7 separate regions of the Mus musculus genome follow, and regions 1, 2, 3, 4, 5 and 7 are each linked to region 6. Evidence: chromatin contacts called from public Hi-C and promoter capture Hi-C data. All regions are on one chromosome and are shown on one strand. The core of a region is the stretch at or near the end of the contact, and the rest is flanking DNA. Distances in the headings are between cores, read along the strand shown.

Region 1 (3,738 bases), core at 1,202-3,701, 2.7 Mb after region 6:
AGATAATCAGAAAGCCCTTTTACATCGAGAGTGTCGGCACACACAGAAGGTTCTACTACCCTAGAAACAGAAATCGATTGCCTCAGTTGAAGACTAGTCTAGGTTTCAGGCCAGCTAGGACTATTCCAAGTGTGCCTGCCTCAAACAAACGTGTTAGGAGCCCCATAAGGAGGTAACATTTGAGAAGAAACCTAAATGTATAGCACAGAGCTAGCTGTGGGACACACTAATGCTTTAGGAAGAGAAAACACAAATTCAAAAGTAGTAAGATATACATGAAGAACAGCAGAAAGACCCACATACTCTCTGTTGTTGTTTCGAGACAGTTTCTCTGTGTAGCTCTAGCTGTTCGTGAACTCTCTCTGTAGATCCGCCTGTCTCTGCCTCCCAAGTGCTGGGATTAAAGGTTTGTGAGAGGACTATATCTCAAAGCTAACTGCAAAGGTTAGGTACCAAAGGCCCCAAGCACCACACAGTACAAACTGCAATGTAACTACTGGAAATGAACATACTGGTTTTAAAAAAAAAAAGACTAGGAAATAAGACTTTTTAAAAATCCCTTAACTCTGGGCACACATCACAGATTTGGGTACTTTATTCTCATTCTCTCTCTCTCTCTCTCTCTCTCTCTTTCTGATTTTCCCAACTATAAATTATTATGTAGTATTACTTTGATACTACATAATACACAGGCACTAATTATTTTAATAATATACCTTAAAAATATGATTTTTACTCAAGTTTGGGATTTTGTCTGTTGCCAAGTATTACAAAGCCAAAACTCTCAACACATCCTAAATCTCAAATAAATTAGCCAATGTACTTTAAAAAGTATATTCATTATCTCCCACGGTTTCGTGGATATAGAACTCAAAGATTCTAGACAACAAATACAAGAATCCTGGGTTTAAAGGAATCACATTGAAGATCGACCATCTCAAAAGCCCCCTTTTGAAGTCAGCCATCACTACACACTCCAGACGACAGTGTCAGGATCACATCTTATTCACTGTTTAATCCCTAGTGCCTACTATAGTATTTATATGTAACAATGGCTAAACAAAGCTTTTTAAAGAATGATCCCCCAAACCCAAAGCTGAGTAGGACAATCTTAAAACCATATCCCGAGGCAACCTAGAAAATGAGAGATCAATACAACACATACACAAGGCTTTAAGAACCACCTGAAATTTCTGCCATAGCACAGTACTTACTAATCCAGAACTTCTACCTTCTATGTCTAATCCCACTCTAGTCAGAAAGTAAATGAATTTTTAATTGTACGATTCCAACTGACAAATGGTCGAGATGTACTTATAACAGAAAATTCCAACTTTAAAATACTGGACGTAGCCTTGGCCACAACTCACCGACGTGACCATCTAGTTTACTTCCCTAACTTGCATACGCTTTGGTCCGGCCTCTTCAAACTCACCATCTGGAAGAGTTACTAGTTTGTCACGACTCTCAATAGAGTCACGTGCTACACACCCCCTTCCGGATCCTGAGTTAGACTCACCTGAGTACTATAGTTTTCAAGAATCAGAGAGTCCAGAGCAATGGTGGAGAATACACAAGTTTTTCCAGTGCCCGACTTAGCTTGGACAATTAAATCTGAGGAAGAAAAAAATTATATATATTACATATTATTACCTAGATTTACTGATGCCACCAGATACCAAATACGAGAAAGGAGAATGAAGAGGTTCTCTGCCATGAGGACCTAGTTGCCACCTGTATTTTTGGTTGACTCTCAAACGCGCAGGAGGTGTGCTTGATGCCCCAATCTCTTAACCACCGAGCTACCTCCCCAGCCCTTTGCGCCCCGAATCTCTGCCGCTCACCTTCTCCAACTTGGACTCCATGCTGGAAGAAAGTCCTACCCTCAAATTCAACTGCGCGCCTTAGAGCCTGGCTTAGCCCCGCGATGGCGCGGAGCCGGAGCTCTCCGGGGGCCACGCCGTCCCCTCCTTCCCCCCACCGCCGGCCGGCCCCGGTCCTCACCGAGCCCGCAGCGCCCCAACGGGATGGCCTTGAGCTGCACCGGAGAGGGTCTCTCGAAGCCGGCCGCCCGCAGACCCTCCAGCACCGGTCGCGACAGCAGCAGCGACTCGAAGTCCGCGGGCTCCGCCAGCACCACGTCCCCGGTACGTGTGCGCGGCCCGCCGATGTCGTGTGCGGTCCGCTGGGTCCACGGGGATGCCGGAGTCGGCTCCACAGCCTGCACCGGCGCGGCCGCACGCTCCGCAGCCATAGTGGACTCGGAGGTTGTCAAGGCCGCCGGGACTTCAAACGCCGCCGCCGCCATGGTAGCCGCGCCTCCAGATCTCGCGATATTTAGACTTGAGGCGGGGCTCCTGGGAGCGAGAAGGAGAAAAACTTTATTGGCAGCCTCCCGGAGAAGACACGGACACGCCTGGAAGCGGAGGGGAAGAACGGAAGTCGGAGGCTGTCACTCTAGGAGGGAGCAGAAAAAAAAAAAAAATGTAGCCTGAGAAAGAGGCGGGAAGAGCGAGGGAAGATGAGGCTACCGGTGTGTTGCCGCCTGCGGCCTGCAGAGGGCGCCGCGTGCCCTTGGTGGGCGCCGCCCGCTGCCGGCCTCCCGCGGCTCTGAGTGCCTGGCCGCGCGGCGGGGCTCCAGACCCGAGCGCCCAGGACGCGCTTTGTGACGCAGCTCGCGAATCGGTCGCCGTCGCCTGGGCTTGGAGTCGGCTCCTTGGGTCAAGCTCGGCTGTAGCCACGCCGAAGTCTTCGCGATCCGTACCCTGTCGCGTGACGGAAGTCTCCTGATATTTAAGTGGAAACCTGGACTGCACGCCAACTCCTAGGCTCTGCTTGATCGCTCTCTCGGAAACCCTAGGCTAATAGACGTCTCGGGTCCAACGGATCTTTTGTGTGCCCTTCCTCCGTTATGGGGTGGGCAACTAGCACACCACTTTCCCTTCCTCTAGACCCACTCATGTGTCACCCTGTCAAAGAGGCTTTTCTTGAAATCTTGAGTGGTTTCCATCCTGACTGCTTCCTGGCCTTTCCCATTATTCCCACCACTATCCCCGAGTTTGATTATTTGGTTTGATTGGCTTAGTTAGTTGGTCTGTTTATTTTCTAAATCAGAGTCTCCCTATGCCGCTCAGGCTGGCCTCAAATTGGAAATCCTCCTGGCTCAACTTTTCAGATACTGAGATGACATGTGTGTGCCACCATACCTGGTCAGGTTCTTCATGATACAACTACCTAAAATGTTTATTGTCCACCCCCCACCACCACCCCCACACACACTTTCCATGAGGACAGAAAGCTATTCTGATTTGTTCCCTTCTGTCTCTGGTAGGAGAAACATAATCTGGCACGTACTAAATACTGTTTTTTGAAAGAGCTCTTAGAACAAAGCTTTAGTCATGCTTCCAAATGTAAGCATATCTTTATTACTTTTCTCATTGATGATGATGGACTGAGTCTCAGAACCTGTAAAAGAACCCCAATAAATGTCCTTGGCCATGGTGTCTCCTTACAGCAATGGAAACCCTAACTAAGACATGTTTGCTTAGAAATTAACAAAGCACTAAGCAAACGTCCACTATCCAAATGAAGGAAGAGGAACTAAAGATCGCAAGCTTCCTCATAGTTGCCCACATCTTTCACCCACCCAATCCACAGATGACAAATCTGAGGATTCCTTTTTGCTTTGCCTTCACCCTCTTTCTATCAAACTACTGTCAAATACTTGTGTCTCCAAAT
Region 2 (3,928 bases), core at 1,293-3,792, 2.5 Mb before region 6:
GCATCTCCCCTATTCGCCGGTTACCTCAATAATGAGAAAAAACCAACAGACTAGTTTTAAACCAAGAAACACCTCAGATTCTGACTCACTCCCTATTAATCTCCAAACATTCAGAGAGAGATAGAAGAGAGAGGAGAGAGTGTCCAGGAGGCCAGGAAAGAGATAAGAACCCCCTAGCCATCATCTTAACTCTTAGCCCATCTCTGCTTCTACAGCTTTTCTTAATAATATAGGCTGTCCTTCTTCCATGGCTGATTCTACGACAGCATAGCATAGAAGAGAGATAGAGACAGGGTACTACTTAGTAGATGAAGCTGGGAAGGGAGGGCAGGAGGGAGGGAGGGAGAAAGGAAACATTCAATGCAGCTTTCCAGTTTTGTTGCAGCTGAGCCTAACTAATAGTACAACAGGGCTCAACAGTCCCCTTTTAAATTGCTTTCATTGCTGAGTGGTTCCTGGACTTTCCCATGGGCAATGCAAAGCAAGTATAATCTGCCTGCCCTTGGACACTGGGGGATGCATCCCCACTGGGGTTGGTGATGGAGGGCAGAGGCTGGAAGTCCTGCAGAAAGCTTGGTAGCTATACTTGCAGCAGAGCTGGAAAAGCTGGAGAGCGAGCCCTTGGCACTCCACTCACACTCAGACCAACAGGCCAGGAGCCAAGTCCTCCCTTCTGAGTTCACAAACTTAATCTCTAGATACAAGGTAGGTATTATGGGAGAAACTCAGACTAAAGAGTGTGACTGTTTGTTCTAGGTGCACACACTAAAGTTACTCATAAAACTTCGGGACCTTTCTTTTAGTAACAGTCTAGAGATCGCTCAACAACCCCCACAATTTTAACTATAGTAAGCAACATCCTGTGCAGATCCTGGGACAATTATTCCACACATCGAACTCTCCATCTAAAAGCTTCTTAAACCAAAGTGTCTCTTCAGAGAGAAGGTTTCAGCTGTCCGATCCGGATACTAAGATACTAAGCCCTCCATCCCCACAAACAAGGCCAGCAGAGGACAGGACCACTGGTGGTCCAGCTGTAGCAGCTGGGAGAGAAAAGTGGCTCTTCGTTACTCCTCACCCCACACCCTTCGACTGCGGGGTAAGATGTGGAAAAACAATCACACCTCTGGTGACTTCCAGCAAGATAGAATTCTTGGTAAGCCTTCCTACCACCCTCTTGGCTGCCTGGCTAGCTTTCTGGCTCCCTCGCTGCCTTGCCAAGCAAATTACAGTGGAAGTTGTTGTAGCCAGCAATGGCCACCGTCACCCTCCTTCCCAGAGTAGCGGGGCAGCTGGGGACCTAATTTAGGAGGATTTGACCATCTTAACTTTATTTCCAGAACACCAAACTCGTCATAATTCAAACTATTACATACACAGCTATTCTTAAAAAATCAGTAAGTCTATTAAATCTTTCGTTGTAAGCACTTTATCCTCAATTGAGGGAGGGGCTTAAGACTTGGGTCCGGGCTCTGAACGGTTTCTCCACATTAAAGGTTGAGAGGAGAGAAAAGAGGCCTAGACCACCTAGGGATGACAATCGATGCTGGTGGAAGTTTTGCGTTCTTGAAAAACCAACTAGGCATTTCCTCACCAGCCCTCCAGGACTTTGCGGTCTCCTGCCCTCCAGCCTGCCCGCGCTAGGTGTAAAGGCTACCAGCTGGTACTGCAGGTTCCTCAACTTCTTCCTATGGAGAAGGCTCTCACCCTCCTCGCAAACTGCGCTAAAGAAGTTCCCTGACCCGGACGATCCGGGAGCCGCGCCTCTAAGCCACCGACAGCACCGCTATCAGAGTCAACGGACTGACTACATGGCTTTCAGCCTACGCAGTAAGCGACTTTCGATCCCCAAAGGGGAGGAACCAGGTTTCACAGCCGCTGAATTCTCGAGAAGTTTCCGAGAGACGCGCAGCTTCGATCATTTGGCCGCGCTGGGTGTCCACAGTCCCAAAGGGAGAAGGATCTCAGCCGCCATCCCGGGCACCGAGCCCAGGAAACTGCCCTCCCCTCGCCGGCCAGGCTTTAGCCCCGACCGCTGCGTCTTCATCTGCGCCGCCAAAACCGCGGGGTTCAAAATCGCCCGGGTTCCGGGCTCGGTGTGCGCGCCACAGGGGCGCAGCTCAGAGCCGGAGCACCGACTAGGTGCAGGGAAAGAGCCCCCTACACTCCGGCTGCCGGGGCAGCAGGAACTCGCCCAAGTTTGCCAAAGCCCGGCCACGGTCTCCGAAAAGTTTGCCTCCTTCACAGAGGAAAGTTTGCGTGAGGGACGCGGGAGCCAGGCGGGTCCTGACACCTGCTGGCATCTCTCCTCCATCCCCGGGGCATGCCACCAGGCTCTGCCGGGACTGACCCTAAGCGGGAAAGCGCGGCCCCCCCCGCCCCCCCCGCCCCGGAGGACCGCAGCAGCATCCTCCCACCTGCGGAGGAGGGGAGTGTGGACTCACCTGGGCGTTGGAAGAGGAGGTGACTGAGGCAGGTGGTTGGCGTGGGCAGCCCCCAGCAGGAGCGGAGCGGAGACTGCGGCCCCTAGACAGCTGCGGCGAGTGAGCGGTCCGGCCGCCGCCCCCTCCGATCTTAACCGGCCTGACCACTCCCCCGCGCCTCCCCGCCCCTGCCCCCGCCCCGCGGCCGGCCTCCCGGGGGAGCCAGGGCGGGGCGCGCCGGCCGGGGCCCCGCGGGATCCTTGCGCCCCGCGCTGACGGCGGGGGGCCGGACGAACGCCGCCCTCTGATTGGCTCCTCGGGTCAATGGTTGCCGAGAGACGAGTAAACCTCGGGCGGCGCAAAGGGGCGGGGTGACCAAGAGGCAGCGTTGCGCAGGCGCAATAGAGAGGTGCTTTGTGGGCGGCGAACTAACTTTGGGGTTGAGGGCACAATTTTCCTCTGTCCTCTCCGCTCCACTCTGCCGTCTTCTTTAGCTTTCCCTTGCCTAGACTGTCCTTCCCTCTACCCCGCTTGCTCCCTGGCGGGCGCGTCTTCTTTCAAACTTTTAGGCGCTCCTCGCCCCAGTGCTCTCTGGTTTCCGGGAGCCGGGAGTGGAAGCCCACGCCTGCCTCGCGCGGTGTTTGTGAAGTCGGAAAACTCTTAGGTGGGCCCTGGAAAAATCTTTCTGATTCCTCGAACAAATTGGCTGGAGGTGAGGTCGTGGTCCTGGGGGGAAGGAAGCAGCTGTGGCCGCGCGGACCACCTGTGTGCAATTGGCGATCCCGGGAAGCTATCGCCAAAGCCTTAAGCACAGCAGCTCAGCTCTCCAGAGAGCAGCGCTGGTCTTTGCTGCTTGTTACTGCTCGCAGGTGTGGGACACACACACACACACACACACACACACACACACACACACACACACACACTCACTCACTCACTCACTCACACACACATAGTTGATGGCTCACACACACACACACACACACACTCACTCACTCACTCACTCACTCACACACACATAGTTGATGGCTCCGCTGTGGAACTCTCCTTCACCACTTAATTACCCGGAAGGCCTTGCAAGAAGCTATTGTGGTTTGGTCTTTATTTTAAGACAATGCCTCCTGAACCCCAGACAGGCCTCTAAGTAGCCTTGGCTCACCTTTAACTGATCCACCTCTGTGCACCTCCCAACTGCTGGGATTATAGGCGTGGTCTACCACGCCCAGCTTTACTGACCGTCTTGACCTATCCTCCAAAAACACTATTTCCCATCTGTATTATGGGAGGAAGGACGAGATAACCGTGAGATCAATATTATGGAAATAGCTATTAATCATGCACTGCTTGCTAAAAAGTTCATGCCAGGTACTAAATAAATCAGAAAGCAGTCGTTAATAAACACTTGTTGAGTTTCGTTTGACCCTCTCCTGGGTACTGGGGCCTAGATGGCTTCCCGAATCGGTGCTCTCTTCTGCCCTCTCCACCTCTGTGGAGCGTGAGTATCC
Region 3 (3,834 bases), core at 996-3,495, 2.1 Mb before region 6:
GACTTCATCACAGTCCTCGGGAGAAAGAATGTGTAAAGGACTCACTGAAAAGTGTTAGCAAAATAAGGAGAGGCAGAAGAGGTTGGGAGAAAACCAGCAATCAATGGCGTGAGAAAGGAGAGAAGATGCATAGACTTTTAAGTAGAACGGAAAGATGTTCTCCAGATAGCCCCATCTTCTCTCTCCATGGAAGGCAGGTAGGGATTTGATGTGCAAGAAGCTGAGAAAGGGAAGGACAGAGGGGACTGGGCAGAATCTTAGGCATGACATCTTAAGACTGTTGTTCCCATCCCAGATGCTAGCTTGGGTTGACCACTCGACCCCTCCCAGGCAGCTCTATTATAAGCTGTTGGGAGATTAAATGAGATAATGCATATAAATTATACAGCACTCCTCCAACAGAGAAGTCAGAATACACCCTATGGGAAATATAATATATGGCATGAATAAGAGATAAGACAAAGCATGGCTAAGCACAGAGGAGGGCAGGTTCAGAGCAACACTATATAGCAAAGCCAAGTCCACACCGCTTTTGGAATTTGCTTCAGCATACTGCGGTGAAGCGAGGGGACTCGGCCAGGGCAGCGCAGGAGAGAAAGGCTGGAGAAGTCTGGGTAAGGACCACTTTCACTTTTAAGACCTTTGCCGACTCCTTACACTGGGAGGTCATGTGACTGTTATGTAAAAATGGCTTTTGAGCCATTCATTAGCAGATAACGTTTTTACTTATGCTAAAGTTAGAACCAGCTCTCGAGACCCTCACAATAAAGACCAAATCAGACCTGTGTGTGTGTGTGTGTGTGTGTGTGTGTGTGTGTGTGTGTGTGTGTGGTGTCTGTGTTCACACGTGTACCACAGACAGAACCCAGAGTCTCAACATACTAAGCAAATACTGGATCAGTGAGCTACATCTCTACTTTAACATATTTTACGAAGAGTCAGATAATTCTTTTTTTTTCTTTTAATTTCATCTTTTCATAGTTTGGGGCTCTTTCCACCGAAGGCCCATACTTCGTAAAAGCATAGGCTTCGACAGCTATGCCTATACTATGACATCTCTAATAAAGAGGTCCCTGAAACAGTGATGCATGGGTTGAAATCATATATGGAAGACTGTAAAGGAAAACAGTGAGATAGACAGAGGCTTACGCATCTGAAGAATGGGAACAGATAGCAACTACGGAGCCATGCTATTACAATTTTTGGATTCAGAGATCAGTCAGTGCCTTAGACCCCATGTGTAGGAAACAGTCTCCAAATGAATGAATCTGAGACTCTTGGCAAATTCTTTAAGGCGTCAAAGAAATAATTATGCTCAGGGACCAGGTGTGCCCAACTTTTTAACTAGTCGGACCTACAAGGGACTTGTCCCAGTGACATCCTCCACTGCCCCATTGTGACCAACCAGGAGCTCCCCTTGATTGTAAAAACAAATGCCAAACTTGCTCTGTAGGCCACCCCCCGCAACCCTGACAACTTCTGTTACTGTAGAATTCTGGTGAGGTGTGTCTCTCCGGTCTTGGTCTTGAATGATTCAAAGCAGCTTCCACCCGGGAAACTCAGTGGAGCTCCGCGGAGCAGCAGTTCTAAACTTTTCAGTTAAGTTTAGTTCTGGAACCAGACACGGAGGTACCCTTGCCCTGGAAAATGCCAGAAGCTAGCCAGCTGAGAGGGTTCTGGTTCCGAGCACGCTGTACGTAAGAGATTCCAGGGCAGAAAAAATACTTGGAAAACCCAGAAAGGAAACTGACCCGGTGGCCGCTGATTCGCTATAGCCTCTGCAACCGAGAGCCTGCCTACAACTTCCAGAATGCTTCGGGCTACACCTCGGCCGACTGACAGTACCACGCACCAATGGGAGAACCCTATCTGAGTTTGGGGTGGAGCCTCAGCGCAGGCTTTTCAACGATCCAGAGGCCTCTCCGGCGGCAGGAGCTCACATTCGTGACGCCAACCACATTACGCCGCTCACTCCCAGACTCCTCCTCCCGGTTCTGCACGAGGCCCTCCCTTGCTCCCTCTCCTTTCGCCGCGCGAGTGGCCGGCGAGGATGTGGACCTTGCTGAACTTATTGGATGACAGTGATGTCACTCTGGAGGACGACATGGCTCCGAACTGCGAGGCCCGCCCCTTTCGGACGGTGATTGGATTCTTCGGAGAATCCTGGTCTGGGATTGGTGTGAGGCGGGGCGACGGCTCTAGGGCCTCCTAGGCAAACCAGAGAGGCGGCTGCCCCTGGCCCCTCACTCTGGGAGAGCCCGAGGACCCACTACCTCATCGCCCGGAGGGCGCGCTTGTGGCGTGGTGGGGGCGGGAGGGAGGGTGACCTTGGAGGACAAGAAATGCTGGGGTCAGGGTGGTGGTGGCAGAATTAGCTGGGGACTAGCTCTAGAAGCGCTTGCGAGGAGGACGATGTGGGTGATCCAGGAGGGTGTGGCTGTGACTGGTGTGGGATGCAGTGGAAAGGAAGGGCCAAACCACAAATCCGGAGATCTGTGGATGGTTCCTCAGAGGCGTTCTCTTTCTGGTTGTCCTTTTACTTGGCAACACGAGAGTCCTCATGGTCAGTGTTCAAGATCTTGGAACTCTGTCTTTGAGTAAATCTAACCTGCATTAGAGGACTGCGCAGGGCCTTTTGTGATACTGGGTACATACGTGGGGAAGATGTCAGAAATCAGGAAGCCGCTTCTGGGTTTCGTGCACAAACTCCAAGATGCGAACGCGTCTGGAAGCTCAGGCAAGACTCATTGTCCTACATGTCTGAGGCTTTTCAAAGTCCCCAGGCTCTTGCCTTGCTTGCACACAGTGTGCACCACGTGTCTGGAAAAGCTGGATCCATTCTCAGTAGTGGACATCCGTGGGGGTGACTCAGATACAAGCTCTGAGGGGTCAGTATTCCAGGACCCCGAGTTATGTAGCCTGCAGCCACAGATCGGCATCCTCTGTCCGGTATGTGATGCTCAAGTGGACCTGCCCTTGGGTGGAGTGAAGGCTTTAACGGTAGACCACCTGGCCATGAATGATGTGCTGCTGGAGAACCTGCGTGGGGAAGGCCAGGGCCTGGTGTGTGACCTGTGCAGCGACAGAGAAGTAGAGAAGAGGTGTCAGACCTGCAAAGCCAATCTCTGCCACTTCTGCTGCCAGGCTCATAGGTAAAGAGGGAGTACCCCGTTTATTGTGGCGTAAGAGTAGAGTGCAAAGAAAGCAAGACACAGATCCCTTTGGTGAGCAGGTCAAAAAGAAGGCTTTCGCAGACACTGTCAAAGTGCAAAGAACACTGTGCAAACAGATCGCAAGCTCTAGAACGGAGGTTAGCACCGCTGACCTGATAGCTGTAGTAACAAAAGCAGGGCAGGTTTCGGTTTATAGAGCACCTTGAGTTTTCTTCTATCACCAATTGTTTAATCTATTGAAAACGGACCGTGTGCTGGAGAGAGGATTACTGTGCTAGCATACACCCTGCGCTTGATCTCATCTGATCATTGTAACTCTTACCGAAAGGTGGGTGCTACTTCACCCCTCTTTAGTAAATGAGGAGATGGAAGCCCAGCAGTGGTTTGTGTTTCGCCCAAGTCCCACAGCTGGTAATCATGTAACTGAACCGAATCCTCAGTTCAGACCTAGTTCCTTCTTCTTTGCTCTTTTTACTAAACAGGTCACCTCAGTGTAGGTGTCCATTGACTGTGCCTTAACTCAGACCTCTGACCTGGACAGCAGGCTGGTAATTGGGGTGTTTTGCCTTTTATCACAGTCACGGAATAGCTTGTTAGATGCTAGTCTTTGTCCCATTTTCTCTTCCATCCCACTCTAGTGCATCAGAATACAAAACTAAAC
Region 4 (3,894 bases), core at 1,294-3,793, 2.9 Mb before region 6:
TCTGGGGAAGGACACAAGCAAGTGACTTCTTGTTTATTCCCCTGAAGGATAAGGATCTGAAATCATAAAGATGAAAACCAACTCAGAAGCGTGAGGCATGTAACAAGACAGCAGCACAGGAATGACCTCAGTACATACACATATCAACACATAACACATACACATATCAACACATAACACATATCAACATATAACACATATTACACATATCAACATATAACACATACACATATCAACATATAACACATACACATATCAACATATAACACATAGTACACATATCAACATATAACACATACACATATCAACATATAACACATACACATATCAACAATTTCCAGTCACTGATACACGAGGATAAAACTTGACAAGCAAAGACCATAAGCTCCTCAAGAGGTCATCACGTCCTCTCAAGCTTGGTGCTGGTGTGTATGCAAATGATCCAGGCAATGAGCTAAGTTAGCAACTTTGTATCCCAGTGATTTCTGATACAGAGCTATAAACTCATCCTTGTTGTAACTCAACCTACAGTACTAACAGTTTCATCCCAAGAAGAAGCTCTGGGTAGCAACAGGCTTCTATATATTTACATCTATAAATCTATATGTAACTCATCTCACCTCCTGGGAGTCACACAGTAAAGAGGGATAATTTATCTCTTTGTGCTTAGCAAGAAAGGAATAGCTTCTGTCACAGTCAAAGCAGAGTGAAGCAACCAATGAATCTCATCAGTTATGGTTAAGAGAAGGACTGCACAACACAGCAGAATGACAGTCCTTTGAAATTCTACTGCTTTACAGCTGGCTGTGAGAACAAGCAGAACATGAAAAGCAGAACCGGTCGACAAAAGTAGAAGTTAATAATGGCTAAGAATAATAACCCATGAAAACGAACACACCCATTTAAGCAAACTCCTGCTTGGCTGTGACTTTCAGAACACAACAGAATCTGGTGCTAGCCGTCTAGAAAAATAAAAGGGAAGTGATCTCTTGGGGGACTCACACACAAATGAGTGCAGGCAGGTCAGTCAAGGCTCTCCCACTTCACCCTTCCAAGAGTCGGTGTCATTTAACGGTGTCCATTTCTTATTTCTGACTTACCTTCTCGCCTTTCCTTAAGTCCCAGATAAAAACGTGTTCACAGGCGGGTACTGCCACATAGCGTCCTTTCTCACCACGGAGTGTCACAAAAACAATGTTACCTTTTTGGCTGCCAATCAAGCCAAAGACAGCACTAGCCACATAGCGCAGATACTGTTTAGTAAGCCCCATGCTGGGCTGTCTGATGACACCGGGAAGGCAATCTGTGTAAATAAACAAAATTCAGTTTTTGCAATACAATGACTCTGCACAGCTAACAAACAGGAACCTTTTTTTTTTACATGATCAAAAGCATGTAACTTGGCACAGATGGTAAAGTACCTGCTGTAGTACCCGCACCCACACATAAGGCCAGGCACAGAAAAATGCAGGTCTATGACCCCAGCACAGGGAAGGCAGAGAGAGAGATTCCTGGGATTCGAAGAGACCCTGTGTGTAGATCAGAGGAAGCCCAGAGTGAATGGGTCCTGCTGACATGAATGTAGCCATGTCAAGGACTTCAATGCCCCAGACCAATAGGAGAGGCATCATGGTCCTTTGGTTCAAGTGGGATGTTTACAGTGTTCCAGAAAATGTTCACCATAGCCTTCTTCCCTCCCACCACACCACCATGTGTACTGACTGAAGACTGCTCCCCACAGACTGTCCCTATTGCAATTAGATATTATCTCTATACAATCACCCTGTCTCCTTGTTCAGTTGTAAGCAATAATCCCCTCTTCATTTTCAACTGTATATAATAAGCTCGCAGAGCTTATGGGGCTGCTGCAGTTCCTCTATCCAAAAGCTCAGACCAACCGATCTCAGCTTTTATGCATGTGTGTTCATGTGTCTGCCTTTTCTACCCAGTTTTCTCTTCCCTGCACTTTCATCTCCAGTTTGTCTTCAACGAGCTGCTGCACTGGTTTTCTATCTAGCACTTCCACGTCCACGATTTTCGCTTCAAGTCATAGTAACACGCTTGTTTATCGTTTTCACATGCACTGTACCTACCCGAGGGCTTTAAAGCTTATTTCTCAAATAACTTCGCTTGTTTTCCTTCCTGCGACCTGGTCACTCTCAAACTATCCCCCGCACCTAAGTTTCTATTGCACATCATCCCCGAAATAATCCAAGGAAATCGGGCAGTTCCAGCAGCCTCGCACTCCGGCCCGGGGGCAGCGCGCGGCCTCTGGGTTCTGCGATGCAGACGGCCGCGGCAAAGGGCTTCTCCCCGGCCTCCCTAGTGCCCTTAGCGCGGAGTCCCTCGCCGCGTCGGCTCACCGTGAACACCACTGTGCGGGGAACCGCGCCCCGCGATCCCTAAAGAGCCAGCAACACTCACCTCACTCTCCACGAGGCTCCAGCAGACAGCGCTGCCTACGAGACCCGCCACTTCCGGTCCGATTGGAAGTTTCTTCCGCCCGGCGTTTCCCTTACCTTCTAGGCGGAAGTGACGGCAGAGCGCTGTGATTGGGTGGCGTGGCGGAGAGGAAGCGGGTACCTTCGCTGTCAGATCGCTGTCGCCAGTCACCCTGGCCTCTGGAGACCGGTTCGCTTCAGCCTCCGCCTCTGGCAAGCAAAGTGTACGGATGTCATCCGCCTGAATTCTGCCACGGATCTGAGTGAGCTGCGGGCCGCCGCCCGGATGGGCCCGCCCGAGCGCTGTGAGAGAAGGGCGAAGCCGGGAAGGGAGGGCGACACAGTCGGGTGCGGCGGCTGGGAGGGATTGGGCTGGCGGGTCCTCCCGGGCTTTGGGCTTCGCACTCAGGGTAGGTTGGGTCGCCAAGCTCTGGGGACGCAGGTCCCCGGGATTTGCTGGGACGCGGTGCTGCGAGCAGCCCTGCGGGTGGCGGCTCTAGCAGAGTCCAGCCCGTCCTATAAATCGGGTTCCCTGTGGTCAGACGCTGAGCCCAGGATGCTGAGTTGTAAAAAGACCCCGCAGTCCCTGGAGTGACATTGACCTGGCTTTGTGTTTCCGCTTTCAGGTCACTTGAGAGGGAAGTGACCCTGGGCTTACTGGTCCTTAATTGTAGACTGAGACTGAGCCACTCTGTTAACGAGGAAATTAGCTTTTCTTCTCTTGCCCCCTTTTATCCTTGGGCTGGTCTAGAAGTTTTAGAAACGAGGTCTGATGTCTGTAGCTGTCTATATAACTGTACGTATAACTATACAAAAGAATTGATCCCTGCCATGGTTTACTGAACCTCTGTAGCCAACCTAGAAATTAGACATGTAGACAATTGTAGCTGACAGGTAGACTTGTCTTCCTTATTTTTTTTTTTTTTTTTTTTTTTTTTTTTGAGACAGGGTTTCTCTGTGTAGCTCTGGCTGTCCTGGAACTCACTTTGTAGACCAGGCTGGCCTCGAACTCAGAAATCCGCCTGCCTCTGCCTCCCAAGTGCTGGGATTAAAGGCGTGCGCCACCACGCCCGGCCTTTCCTTTTTAATTTTAGCTACTATTTACTGGGTAAGATTTTCTTAGTGATTTAAAACATGTCCAGCTCATCCTCTGTGTTTAAGAAAATTGTTTTGAAAGAAGAATCATTTGTAGTGGGTTGGATGAAAAGAAGGCAAGAAATCGTGATGATAAATTTATTCCAGGCTGGGGAGGAACATTTGGATAGATGTGTATGGACCCTACCTCCTGTAGATGCTGTGCATTTCCTTGTTAGAGATGGGAGATGTGTGCTTTGGTGGGGAAACAGTTTAGAAGATTTCAGGCCTGCCCAACCTTTAGACATTGCCAATTGATGTTGTCATCTTTGGTCGTGGGATCAAAGCCAGGTTTTGTCCACAACTTTAATACCAGCAC
Region 5 (3,539 bases), core at 90-2,589, 2.8 Mb after region 6:
ACCTGAAGTAGCAAGGAACTAAACTAAACAAGAGTCACACTAAGAAAGAATATCCGAAAATGTAAATTTAATTTTGAAACAAAGTGTTACAGAAGAGCATAAAGACAGGAAAGAGTCTGGGACCTAATCTAGTACTTACTCTACCAAAGTGTTACAGAAATCAATTACATCAAAAGAAAAAAGTACTCACAGGCATATCTACCCCCACACACTCTGACAGGAAACTCAAAGAAAGTTTCCAAATCCTGTTTCCAGCATCATCTCTTCTAACCGCCCGCTTCTGAAGGCTAACTCCCCTGGTTAATTCTGAGAGTCGACACTTTGACTCTAATAAAAACAGTATCTTCAGCCACCCAAGAAGCAGACAACAGCGGTTGGTACCTGTCCCGCTTGGCCCATTAACCTCCTGCCCTTTTATTCCATTTCTTACACAGTACTTCCTTCAAAGCAGCGACAAAACGATTTTCCTTTCCCAACGGCAATACACTCACAGTTTCTGAGCGGTAGCTCTTTTTCCAAGGCATGAAAGGTCCCCTCAACTCTAGTTTTCTATCCTGTGAGGAAATCTCAGATAGGAGGGGGGGCGGACGCGGGGGACACAACTGTCCTTCCTTGCTCTTCTCCTTACAACAGCCAATTACACAACTCAGCAGAAGACACTGCCCTTAACTTTCTGAGTAAGGAGACAAGCTACAATCCCACCACCCCACACTCCTCACACGCCCTCGGTGGGCGGAAGACCGGAATCACACCGTGGCCTCTTTCCTGACAAAATTCAGGGGTAGCAGCAGATATCAGAGAGTCGAGAGCGACGCTGCAAAGGCGAACACATGGCAAGCGGCAGAATACAGAGGGCAGGGAGGGCGGGAACCCGGGCTGGCGGCGGAGTGGGACACAGAGGTGTCAGCGCTCGGCGGCCGGGGCAAAGGCCGCGCGGAGGGCACCGCACCTCTCCGTCCGCGGGGACGACAGCCGAGCGGGCGCGGACACGCGTCCCATCTCGCGGCCCGCCCCTCGCGGCCGGTCCCGCAGGCCCCGCCGGGCCGCCTCGGTCCGCGGGCGTGGCTGGCTCCGGCCTTCAGCCGCGGCCCCTCCCGCCCGCCGGGCCCCCGGCCGCCGCCCCGGACTCGCGGACGGTTAAGAATAGGCCACCGAGGTGCGGCCAGTCCGCGCCCCTCACTCGCACCCCGTACTCACCCCGCGGCCCGGCGCCTCCTCCACCTCCTCCTCCTCCCTCCTCTCGGCCGCGGCTCGGGCTCGGGCTCTGCACGGCGGCGGCAGGAGCAGCGGCCTCGGGAGCGGCGGCGGCGGCGCCTCCGGAACGCGCACGCACGCAGCACGCAGGCCCCGCCCCCCCCGCCCTGGTCTCCGCCTTCCCCGCTGTGTCCGGAATCTATTTAAGGGAGCCGTTCTTCAAAGGGTGGGGGGCATAGTGTGCCAACAGGAACTGGGGCCTTGCCTTTGAGAAGGTGGTTAAGGCCAACATTGAAATGAGGAAGGGAAAAAAAAATCAGAAAGAGAATTTTGAAGGGATGCAACCATGGGACAGCTGTTAGTTGAGTGCCTAGTAGGTCCCCAATGCCTAGGCATACATAGGGAAAGTCACTTATAGAGCTCTCATCCTCGTGACCCAGGAGAGGGAACACGAACAACAAAAAGAGTAGCAAAATTCACAGGTCACCAGGGAGGGCTTTGCATGCTTTTGTTCGTGCTATGAAGAAACGAGCCTATCCAAAAGAGGCTGGATGAGAAGAATACCTTCCTGGGTTGAGAGGAAATCAGCCACAAACCCCGAGGTGGGGTGTGTCTTCCATATTTCACAACTAGCAAAATGCAAGCGAAAGGATGGATAGATAAGTAGAGTCTATGGCCAAAGAGTACTGAGGCGCCAAGATCTGGACAAACGACCAGACCCGGTGGAGCCTTTGGGCCATTGTAATGACAACAGGAAGCCCCGAGGAGAGGGTGGGCCCAGAAACAACTATATCTAGTTCATGTTTTTAAAGGTTAACTTTATGCAGGGCGTGGTGGTTTACTCCTGGAATCCCAGCATTTTGAAAACAGGAACAGAATTGCCACGAGTTTGAGGTTAGCCTGGACTACACAATGAGTTTCAGGCCCATCGGGAACTGGAGTGAGTCTCACTGTGTATGTAAAATATCCAACTGAAGCACGAATGTTCACAGGGGAAGTCTAAGGTGGCTATTCTCGTCCAATTGGCCAAGAGTGGTTATTTTATTTTAGATTTTGTTTATTTTAGCTTTATTAAACCTATTTTAATAGATTTAGACTTGAGAAAGCAGAGGGTCGAACGAAACAATTAGGAATGAATCTTAGGTTGGGGGCCTGCTGACTGATATCATTTAATAAGAGAGAAGATAGGGTAAGAACAAAGCTGGGACCAAAGAAATTGAGAGTTCAGTTTTATGGGGGATGGAGAAAGTTCAGTGGTGATGAGTCTGAGATATAAATTTGAGATCCATCAGGATGTAGATGATTTGACCCTCCGGTCTACATAAACTCTCTTAGGGATGGGGAGTAACTGGAAGAGAGGACCAAGAGAAACTTAGAGGTTAAAGATAAGCAGAGTTGACAGTCAGGTTAGAGGAACCCCTTGGAAGGAAGGAAGTTGTTAGGGAGTTGTTTTAGAAAAGAGGGAGTGATCAGTCAGTTCCCTTGCCTACTGCTGAAATAGCTAAGAAGACAATTGAATCTCAATCTCTGCCTCACCCCCACCCCACAGTCCCCATCCCCGCCACCCTGATTGGTTCATGCTAGACAAACTGCCACTGAGCCTCATCCTCAGTCAAGAGTTGGGAATTTAACCACTGACCAAGTTTGGCCTGAAGTTTGTTGAGAAGCTTAATGAAAACCCTTCCAGTGTTATCACATGGAGAAATGTCTGATTGGGGTGTGTTGAGAGAATGAAAGAGAGGCGAGGAAGACAGCCAGGAGCTGGCTGAGCCTAGCAACAGTCAGTAGTGGGAATGGTGTGGGGATCCAGGGACAGGATTTTAAAGCTGAGTTACTTCCTTGTGGTGTTAAGAGTGAAAAATAAAGTTCCGGTGCAGAGACAAGAGGAGACACCTAGAGAAACCATGGGAACCAAGAAGCAACAAGTCCTAGCACGGTGCTGAAGCAGTTGGCCTTAAATGTGAACAAGGACAGGAGAGTCACAGACTGTTCTGTAGCAAAGACACAGACACAGAGCAAGTAAGTGTGATTCTGAGGTGGGCACAGCCCACTGCAAAGCAAAGGGGACAAGTGAGAGCTAAAGTCTAGTCTTTATTTTGCCCACCAGGCTGAGTACCTGGTAGGACAATTTCAGCCTTGAGGAAAGAGCACTTTCCTAGCTGTTCTCCCTTAGGAGTGGTGTCTTTTGTCAGTTTTCCATGCCCCACGCACCACGCATCCATGCATCCATGCCCTGCCTGTTCCTTGTGTTTATTTTTTCCAGTTTACACAGTGCTGTAGGTGTTGCCTGCGGACTGACGGATAAGATCAAATCTGGCCTGTGTGCTTCCTTTTATCCTCTCTTA
Region 6 (4,001 bases), core at 1,444-3,943:
AGTCAATTTATTAAGAAAAGATACGCTCTCATTAGGAGAAGCTGAGTGGAACAAAGAGAGTAGTTAACAATTCAAGCAGTCTGTCTTTCTGTGTCTCTCTCTGTCTCTCTGTCTCTCTGTCTCTGTCTCTCTCTCTCTCTCTGTTATTTTTTGAGACAGGGTTTCTCTGTGTAGCCCTGGCTGTCCTGGAACTCACTCTGTAATAGACCAGGCTGTCCTTGAACTCAGAGATCCGCCTGCTTCTGACTCCCAAGTGCTGGGATTAAAGGCTTGCACCACCACTCCCGGCTGGAAAACAGATTTTTATTTGATACATAGTATATGGGAGCTACATACAAAAAGATAGTTGATGCTTGCATCCTATCTTTATTGCTCCTCCCATGTAAATATTATATACTATCTAACAATACACAAAGCCTCTCTGGGGCTTCAGAGAGGGAGTGGTGGCAACATATACCACAAATAACACAAGAGAACTAAACAGTAGTAATCCACGGTTATGTTTTAGGATTGTCTTGGTAGAACAGGAACAGGAGTGTGATCCCAGCACTTGAGAAGCTGAGGCAGGAGGTTTATGACACACTCCACACAAGTCTGGGCTACTCTTAGAGATCCTGTCAAAAAAAAGAAGGAAGAAAGGAAGGGAGAGAGTGGGAGTTGGAGGGGGAGAGAGTGGGAGTTGGAGGGGGAAGAGCAGTGTATTACCTAGGTGAAGATTCCCAAACTCAAGGCCTCGGAATCTCTGTACAGACAAGTGTCACTCGTCAATCCCTGTGCTCCATCCTGTGGGAAGATCGGTCTTGGGTTGATAAAGGAAGCTAAGAGAGAAAAGGGAGCAGGGAAGGGTAGGGTCGCCCTTTAGGATTAGGATCTGGGAGGCAAAGCCGGTTAGATCTCTGTGGTTTCTAAACTACCATAGTCTACATGGGAAGTTCCAGCTCCAACAAGGCCAGACCTTCTAATAGTGCAACTCCCTAAGAGTTTAGGGGGAACCACTCTCTTTCAAACTACCACATCCCAGTTCCTGGCCCCCAAAGGCTTGCAGCCATATGATAATGCAGAAATGCATTCAGTCCAATTTCAAAAGTCCCCATACTTGGCCAGGAGTGATGGTATACGAAAGTAAGTGGATTTCTGTGAATTGAAGGTCAGCCTTGTCTACAAAGTGAGTTCCAGGACAGCCAGGGCTGTTACACAGAGAAACTCTGTCTGGAAAAATAAAAGTCCCCCTAGTATTTAACTGTCTCAACTTAGTTCAAAGTCTTTTCTGAGATTTGTGCAATCTCTTAACTGTAATCTGCAAAGCAAGACTGAGAACCAGTTTGCAAACTCCAAACTTCATCTCCATGTCTGACGTCAAAGGGCTCTTCAGATCTTAACTCCTTTCAGCTTTGCAGGTATCTCATGGCTCTGGCTTTTCCAATACTGGGGTCTCCAATACACACACACACACACACACACACACACACAGAGTGGGGGGACAATATTCATATTTGTTGCTTATTTTATTTTATTACATGTAATTTGTTCCCCTGAAAGCCCTACCTATGTCTACAGAGGTCTGCAGTTTCTCTGAATAACCAACTGAAAGTATGGGTAAGAAGTACACTTGGCAGGTTGTGGTGGCACGCCCCTTTAATGCCAGGCCAGGAGAAGGGGGGGGGGTATCTCATGAGTTCTAGGCCAGCTAGATCTACACAGCAAGTTCTGGGTGAGTCCCTGTCTCTCCCCCGCAAGGAAAGTACACCAGGATGAGAATGTTCTCCTCTCCCACAGAAGCAGGAAATAGATGGGAGTGTCCTCAGGGAGCTACCCTTTACCCAAAATGGTTAAGAGGACCACTGAAGTTGGGCATGGTTGTCCACACTTTTAATCCCACTAGGCTGAAGCAGGCAGATTTCCCAGAGTTCCAGGGCAGCATGTGCTACATGTGAGACCCTGTCTCAAAAAACAAACAAAAATAAAAAACCAACAAGATAGTAAAAGTAAAGTAATTGTTTTCTAGATTATTGACAGGGCAGCCTAAATAACTTTGCAATGGTTAGATCTAACCATTCCACTCCTCTACTCCAGTCAGGTGAATTATGCTTTTAGCCTGCTTTCAGCCTTTTAAATACTTATTCAGACTGACACACTACAAAAATCTTCTGGTAACTGAAACGGACAGTTAAAGTGGTTTGGGGAATTTTAGATTTTATTGATAATACAGCCTCGCTTATTTTTGTCTGTCGCAAGCAATGTAGTTTCTGGAAGACAAAAGCTTTACAAATTACTTTGTTAAAAACTTTTCTCTAAAGCAATGAAATCCCTTCTAATGTAGGAGACAGGAGAAAGCCTGTCCCGTGACTAAAGAGAAACTGCGATTTGGACTCCTGGATTATGGCTGAGGAAAGTGAAATCTTTTTATTCACGACACTCCCGGATCTGCCCTCAGAACTGTTCCTACTTCATAAGGCCTTCCTACTCAAGCCTCGTCGCTGAAAGCTTTCGGGCTCGCGAACACCGGGTGAACGCCTAAATTCACCCTTCGCCCCGCCCCCAGCGTCGCAGCAGAGTCACTAAACGCAGAGATTGCTTCTGGCACTACCCAGGGGCGAACGTAGAGAAGAAGAGTCACCGGCTTGCGTGTGGCTAAACGCAGGTCAGCGGCTGGCGTCACTCAGCCCTCGCGCGCAAGCGTACTAAGAGCACGCTCCCCCCACCTTCCCGTGCACGCGCTCGGAGCCTGCAACTCTCGCGAGAGAAGCGAGATTTATTCCTACGTACCGGGCCGTGCTGCTTATGGCGGCGCTGGAGAGGGGGCGCTGAGCTGTTGGGGTGAGTACGACCTCAGTGTTAAAGTGGGGGTAGCAACGAGCCAGGTTAAAGACAGCTGAGGAGACTCAGGTTAACGGGAGGGACCTCTGAGTGTCAGAGTGGGCACTCCTAGAATTCCGGATGGAGGAGAGTTCAGTGTGAGTTCCTACTCCAGGCGTCCCTTTTTCACCCTGGCTTCAACCGTCTCGGCCTCAGGGCCGGCCGCGAAGCCTTAGTGAGGAGGTGAGGCCAGGGGGTGCGGGTAGCGGCGGTGTCGGTGTCGGTGTCGGTGACTGAAGTGGGGGGAGGGAGCGAAAATGGAAACTCCGACCGCAGCCAAGATGGAGGCAGAGGGTGCGGGGCTCGGGCGCGAAGGCTGCCGGGAGCTGTAGTCCGTCCTCTTCCCCCTCTGCGGCTTGGCGGGGGAAAGGGAACTACAAGTCCCGGCGGGAGGGGTGAGGGGGTGGTGGCGCGGTCCTTTGTGTGCAGCTGGAAGAGGCCGGGGAGAAGGGCCTGTTCTTTTTTTCGGGACCTTGTCTGTCTTGGCCGTCACTGGCTTTGGGGATACTACTACGACTACCAGAGCGCAGTGCGGCAGTGGCGCCTTCTTTGTGTGTGGGTTGAGACCCTGTTCCATCTAGGGAAAGTGCTGCGGGACACCTCTGTTCCCTCAGCCACATCTGACCCTAGCGCGGCGGAATTGACACCTTTACTCACATTCTCTTGTGGCTGGGTCTCCACACCTAACTGTCCTTTGGCATTTGAAAAAGGAGTCGGGCCCCGTTCTAGGCACGTGTCTCCCACCTTTCTGTCTGGGGTAAATGGCATGCGTTAGGAGAGTTCCGTGATGCCCTCCCTCCGTGGTGCAAGCGCTGGCCTACATTGTGCAATGAATGGCTTGGCTTTGTCATGTATCTATCTAGTGTGAGAGCCCCAGTCGGAGAGCAAATTAAATTGGAAGATTTGACCGTCGAACGTTTCAACCATACCCAATCTTAGTGCCCCGGTTCTTTTGCTTTAAAGAGTTAACCTTAGAAACACCTTTGTGGCTGGTCTCCAACCTGACTCACAGGTGAGCAGGGAGTACTCCTTAACACTTTCCACTGCAGAAAACATTCTGAACATTATTAAACCACTTAGTTTCCTTGTTCTGCAACTAAAATGAGCAAAAAGATAGTGCTGTTTAAGCAGTTGAGGAGGACGGG
Region 7 (4,003 bases), core at 792-3,291, 2.1 Mb before region 6:
AGGCTATAGGGCAGGCCTGCTGTGACTTCTCCTCAGGTTCTCCCATTACCCTTTATCCATTAATACCCTATTAGGTGCCACGTGCTGTTACTCACGTGTCTCCCTCTTACAATAACTTACTCATGTGCTGCTTGCCTGGCATAAAATCTTAAATGTCCCTCCTTATTACTTATAGAAGAAAAATATGTGAACAGGTTTGAGTGAAGGTCTAAAGCATTCTCCCGTGACTTGTAAAACTGTCTGCAGTCTGCTCCTCAGACACACTGCAAGCCTCGAGTGAAAGTACTGTACTAGTCTGTATTGCAGTGTAGCCATGTAAGTGACACACTGTTTAAGAATCTTCACTCTCTTTTTCAAGATTGATTTATTTCTATTTTATGTTTAGGGATATTTTGCCTGCATGTGTGTCTATACACCAAGTACATGCTGGGCCTTCAGAGGCCAGAAGTGGGCACCCGATCCCCTGGAACTGAAGTTATAGACATTTGACAGCCCCTAAGTGGGTGCTGGAAATTGAAGCTAGGGCCTCTGGAAGAACAGCCAGTGCTCTTAAAGGTTGGCCCATCTCTCCAGTCCACAAGAACATTTCTTTTAATGTTGAAACAAACCTAAGACCAACATTGATGCACAATTCCTATAAACATGAGCACACATGTGTCTTAAAACATTTGAGCAGGGTACCAAATCTCAGTATATTTAGAAACATTATCTATATAATATTTCTAGAAATAAATAGTAAATTCTGGTACAAAGTGGAGACACAAATCATACAAGTTATTCCAGTACTACTATTCATTAGTATATTACTAATATTCATTAGTATATTAGTATAGCTATGATACTGAAAAAAAAATAACCATGCTCTACAAAGTCCAGCTGAATAGAGAGCAGGGAGAAATGTTAAATGACACCACAGTGTAATTTCACTTCGAGAATGTCAACACCCGGTATGTTAAGATTGTCACACTTGCCGGGCGGTGGTGGCGCACGACTTTAATCCCAGCACTTGGGAGGCAGAGGCAGGCGGATTTCTGAGTTCGAGGCCAGCCTGGTCTACAGAGTGAGTTCCAGGACAGCCAGGGCTATACAGAGAAACCCTGTCTGGGAAAAAAAAAAAAAAAAAAAAAGATTGTCACACTTGACTTTCCTCACTTTAGACAAGATGCTTGAGGTTTCTAGGTCTCAGCTTTCACATCTGCAGAACCTGCGATCCACATCAACCTCTGATGTTTCTTTCAGCACTAACTCCCTACAGCAGCGGTTCTCAACCTTCCTAATACCCGTTACAACAGTTATGGTGACCCCAATCATAAAATCATTCCCATTGCTACTTTATAACTGTAATTTTTGCCGTTTTGAATCGCAATGTAAAAATATCTGATTTGCAGGATAACTGAAATGCAACCCCTGTGAAAGCGTCCTTAGATCCTGAAGGTCGTGACCCGCAGGTTGAGAAACACTGCCCTAAAGACTCTGGCTCTCTCTGGGTTGTTAACGTCATGCCACTAGATGAAGGAGAAAAGCTTGTGTCTAATTAACATGTTTTAACCTTAAACGTAAAATTTAAATGGCGACCTAAAATTGGTACAAGACTAGCAAATTAATTCCCATGTCCACTGTTTGTTTACACTTTTTAGAGGGAGCAGAAAGGATGCCGGGGCAAAGGGGAGTGGCTAAGTAAGGCCAGACAGGTGCCTAGAAACTTGAAGCAGACTCTAGAAGGATCGGAGTGTGGGTGAGTCCGCGTCCCAAGGCAGCTGAAGTGACCAGGCTGGGTCACTCCGTGTAACCGGGCCGGGCTGGAGACTCACTCGGTGGCCTGCACGAAGCCGCATGTGTTCGTCCGGCACACGTAGAAGCTCTTTCCCTTATTCGGGCCATCGCGGACGCCGGTCTTTAAGAAGCAGGCGTCCCCTGAGGAAACAAGAAGGTCAGCATCGGCCACTCCAAGCCAGTCCCACAGTCCCCGGGAGGGAAATCCCGAGACTGAGGCCTTACCGTGCTCCGGACACTTAACCAGGTCCATACCGCAGCCAGGAAGCCCTGGCCCGCCGGGTTTCCGTCTTTGACTCCGCCCCGTCCCGCCCACCACAACACTCCACCAATCAAGCGGGAGAGTCTCTCACTTTCAACCAATTACAGTCTCCCTCAGGCTTGGCGCGCTCTGAAATCAAACTTGGAGTGAGGAGGCGTGGCTGAGCTCCAGTGAGGACGCCGGCATGCTCCCTGGCTTGGGGAAAGCAGGACTTGGAGAGAAGTGGACGAGGCTGAGCTTGGGAGACTCCAGAGGAACCACTAGACCCAGAGGGAGCCAGAGCCGCTTGCCTGCTCGGGAAGCAGCCACTGTGGGCGGGAACACTTCAACTTGAGGCGGCCAAAAGGCGGGAGCATCCCTTAAAACTTTGGGAATCTACTGCATAGTCTGTAATAAGCACAAAGACTCCCTTAGGACCCCGGGCAACCTTTAAATGAGTGCAGGGCGTCCACGGGGTCACCAAAGATTGAACATCTGCACAGATCTCAGTTCCAGGTTCCGCGCTCTTTGAGTCTTAGGCTGCCTTCCCCTGGTGAGGTTCTAAGGACCGCCTGGTGTGGACGCCCTGGGTCTGAGAGAAGAACCTGAGGGCAATACAAGACCTTGCGTGCTTACTAATTTTACATTGTGTGTTTTGCATTGTCAAACCTTTTGAACTTATTTTGCATTTGTACTTTTAAAAAACCGAGAGTGACGCATGGTGGCGCACGCCTTTAATCCCAGCACTTGGAAGGCAGAGGCAGGCAGATTTCTGAGTTCAATGCCAGTCTGGTCTACAAAGTGAGTTCCAGGACAGCCAGGGCTACACAGAGAAACCCTGTCTCGAAAAACCAAAAAGAAAAAAAAAAAGAAAGAAAAGGAAAGGAAAGAACTTGTAATGGATTCTTTCAGTGAGCAGAAGGTGAGGAATGACTATCGGAGCTTGGCTGCAATAGCCATGACTTCATATTTCAGCAGTTGAAGATCATGTGTCTTGGAGTGGCACACACAACTGCTATGAGGACAGAAAAGCTGCAATGTCTAAGAAGTCTGGGCTATATGGAGGCTGTAAATGTTTTAGGAGTTCAGAGTCCAGACAGTCCCGAGGTATCATTTATGAATTAAGCAGTTCTTACTAAATAGCTTTTTTGGTGTCCCAAGAGGAGTAGGTGTTTGAGAAATATAAAGTTCATTTAATGCATACATTTAAAGCAACTGTTCTAACCACAAGGGGCTTACTGAGTGGAAGAAGCTGAACTAGCCTCTACCTAATGCTTAAATAAATATAAAATAGTATATAAATGTCAAGATGAATGGAGTCAGCAGCAAACCCCGGAGAGCTTGAGAGAGAGATGAATTTCCAAGTGCACGCAGTGTGGCACGCCCCACCCCAGTTCTCCAGTGAAAGTTTATACAAACAGATTTTCTTTATTCCTAGATTGCAATTCCAAGATCTGTATTATATGCATGTGAAGTGGATACCATCTGAGGAGGTGGAGACCACAAACACTAAGGTTTGGGGAAAGAGGACCACGGTGATTCTTGTAGTGAGAATTTTGGTTTCTTTAAAAAAACACAGAAATATAAAGAATGTTTTGTTTGTTTGTTTGTTTGTTTTAACCCCAGGTGGGGCTGCTTCAGATTGTCCACAGCAGCTGACTGTAATTTGCCTCATGCTCTAACAGGGGTGTGGTTTTGCCAGCTGCAGATGGTTTCTGAGAGTGTGTGGAATTCTGGGGACTCTTCAGAGGGTATATAAATACTAGGGCCTGATACTAGGAACTGATTGGCTGCTCAGCGGTTGGATGCTGTTGACTGTGATTTGTTAAGCAGTTGTGTGCAAAGAGATGAAAAGAAGAAATTAGATATGATGGTGAAGAAGCTCAAACTTGCCCCAAGAAACTCGACGCCCCTAATCAGCAGGAAGTTGTCTAACAATAATGTCACCCCTTTCCCCCTCTGCCCTTTTGTCTTTTCTACCTAGTGTTA

What was found. Promoter capture Hi-C pulls out the DNA fragments that hold promoters and counts their contacts. A called contact is a pair of places that touch in the nucleus more often than the background predicts.
Region 1: a promoter capture Hi-C map of liver shows a contact between it and region 6, with 5 times the contacts expected there. The contact joins the promoter of Ddx20 here to the promoter of Csde1 in region 6. A contact is called at or near these places in 3 of 39 promoter capture datasets (liver and pre-B cells) and 1 of 9 other capture datasets (adipose tissue).
Region 2: a promoter capture Hi-C map of pre-B cells shows a contact between it and region 6, with 6 times the contacts expected there. The contact joins the promoter of Tent5c here to the promoter of Csde1 in region 6. A contact is called at or near these places in 2 of 39 promoter capture datasets (liver and pre-B cells) and 1 of 484 Hi-C or Micro-C datasets (uterus).
Region 3: a Hi-C map of B cells shows a contact between it and region 6, with 6 read pairs. The contact joins the promoter of Trim45 here to the promoter of Csde1 in region 6. A contact is called at or near these places in 1 of 39 promoter capture datasets (the C10 cell line), 2 of 484 Hi-C or Micro-C datasets (B cells and LSK cells) and 1 of 115 datasets of contacts at active chromatin or transcription factors (astrocytes).
Region 4: a promoter capture Hi-C map of liver shows a contact between it and region 6, with 7 times the contacts expected there. The contact joins the promoter of Gdap2 here to the promoter of Csde1 in region 6. A contact is called at or near these places in 6 of 39 promoter capture datasets (hematopoietic stem and progenitor cells, hippocampal neurons, liver and 2 more), 1 of 115 datasets of contacts at active chromatin or transcription factors (thymic regulatory T cells) and 1 of 9 other capture datasets (adipose tissue).
Region 5: a contact with region 6 is called in a promoter capture Hi-C map of liver, with 7 times the contacts expected there. The contact joins the promoter of Rap1a here to the promoter of Csde1 in region 6. A contact is called at or near these places in 2 of 39 promoter capture datasets (erythroid cells and liver).
Region 7: a contact with region 6 is called in a promoter capture Hi-C map of pre-B cells, with 5 times the contacts expected there. The contact joins the promoter of Ttf2 here to the promoter of Csde1 in region 6. A contact is called at or near these places in 3 of 39 promoter capture datasets (embryonic stem cells, liver and pre-B cells).

Annotation. Positions count from the first base shown.
Region 1 is chr3:105,685,120-105,688,857 of GRCm38.p6, forward strand. Ddx20 (DEAD box helicase 20) reads right to left here and starts at 2,452. Exons shown (of 11, transcript NM_017397.3): 1 at 2,005-2,452; 2 at 1,520-1,614. The coding sequence starts at 2,308.
Region 2 is chr3:100,486,650-100,490,577 of GRCm38.p6, forward strand. It overlaps Tent5c (terminal nucleotidyltransferase 5C), which reads right to left and starts at 2,543. Exons shown (of 2, transcript NM_001142952.1): 1 at 2,445-2,543.
Region 3 is chr3:100,920,248-100,924,081 of GRCm38.p6, forward strand. It overlaps Trim45 (tripartite motif-containing 45), which reads left to right and starts at 2,246. Exons shown (of 6, transcript NM_194343.2): 1 at 2,246-3,152. The coding sequence starts at 2,665.
Region 4 is chr3:100,159,920-100,163,813 of GRCm38.p6, forward strand. It overlaps Gdap2 (ganglioside-induced differentiation-associated-protein 2), which reads left to right and starts at 2,544. Exons shown (of 14, transcript NM_010269.3): 1 at 2,544-2,746. It overlaps Wdr3 (WD repeat domain 3), which reads right to left and starts at 2,488. Exons shown (of 27, transcript NM_175552.5): 1 at 2,425-2,488; 2 at 1,101-1,303; 3 at 1-56. The coding sequence starts at 1,271.
Region 5 is chr3:105,800,042-105,803,580 of GRCm38.p6, forward strand. Rap1a (RAS-related protein 1a) reads right to left here and starts at 1,340. Exons shown (of 8, transcript NM_145541.5): 1 at 1,198-1,340.
Region 6 is chr3:103,017,853-103,021,853 of GRCm38.p6, forward strand. Csde1 (cold shock domain containing E1, RNA binding) reads left to right here and starts at 2,694. Exons shown (of 19, transcript NM_001161854.2): 1 at 2,694-2,817.
Region 7 is chr3:100,967,622-100,971,624 of GRCm38.p6, forward strand. It overlaps Ttf2 (transcription termination factor, RNA polymerase II), which reads right to left and starts at 2,042. Exons shown (of 23, transcript NM_001013026.2): 1 at 1,999-2,042; 2 at 1,812-1,914. The coding sequence starts at 2,026.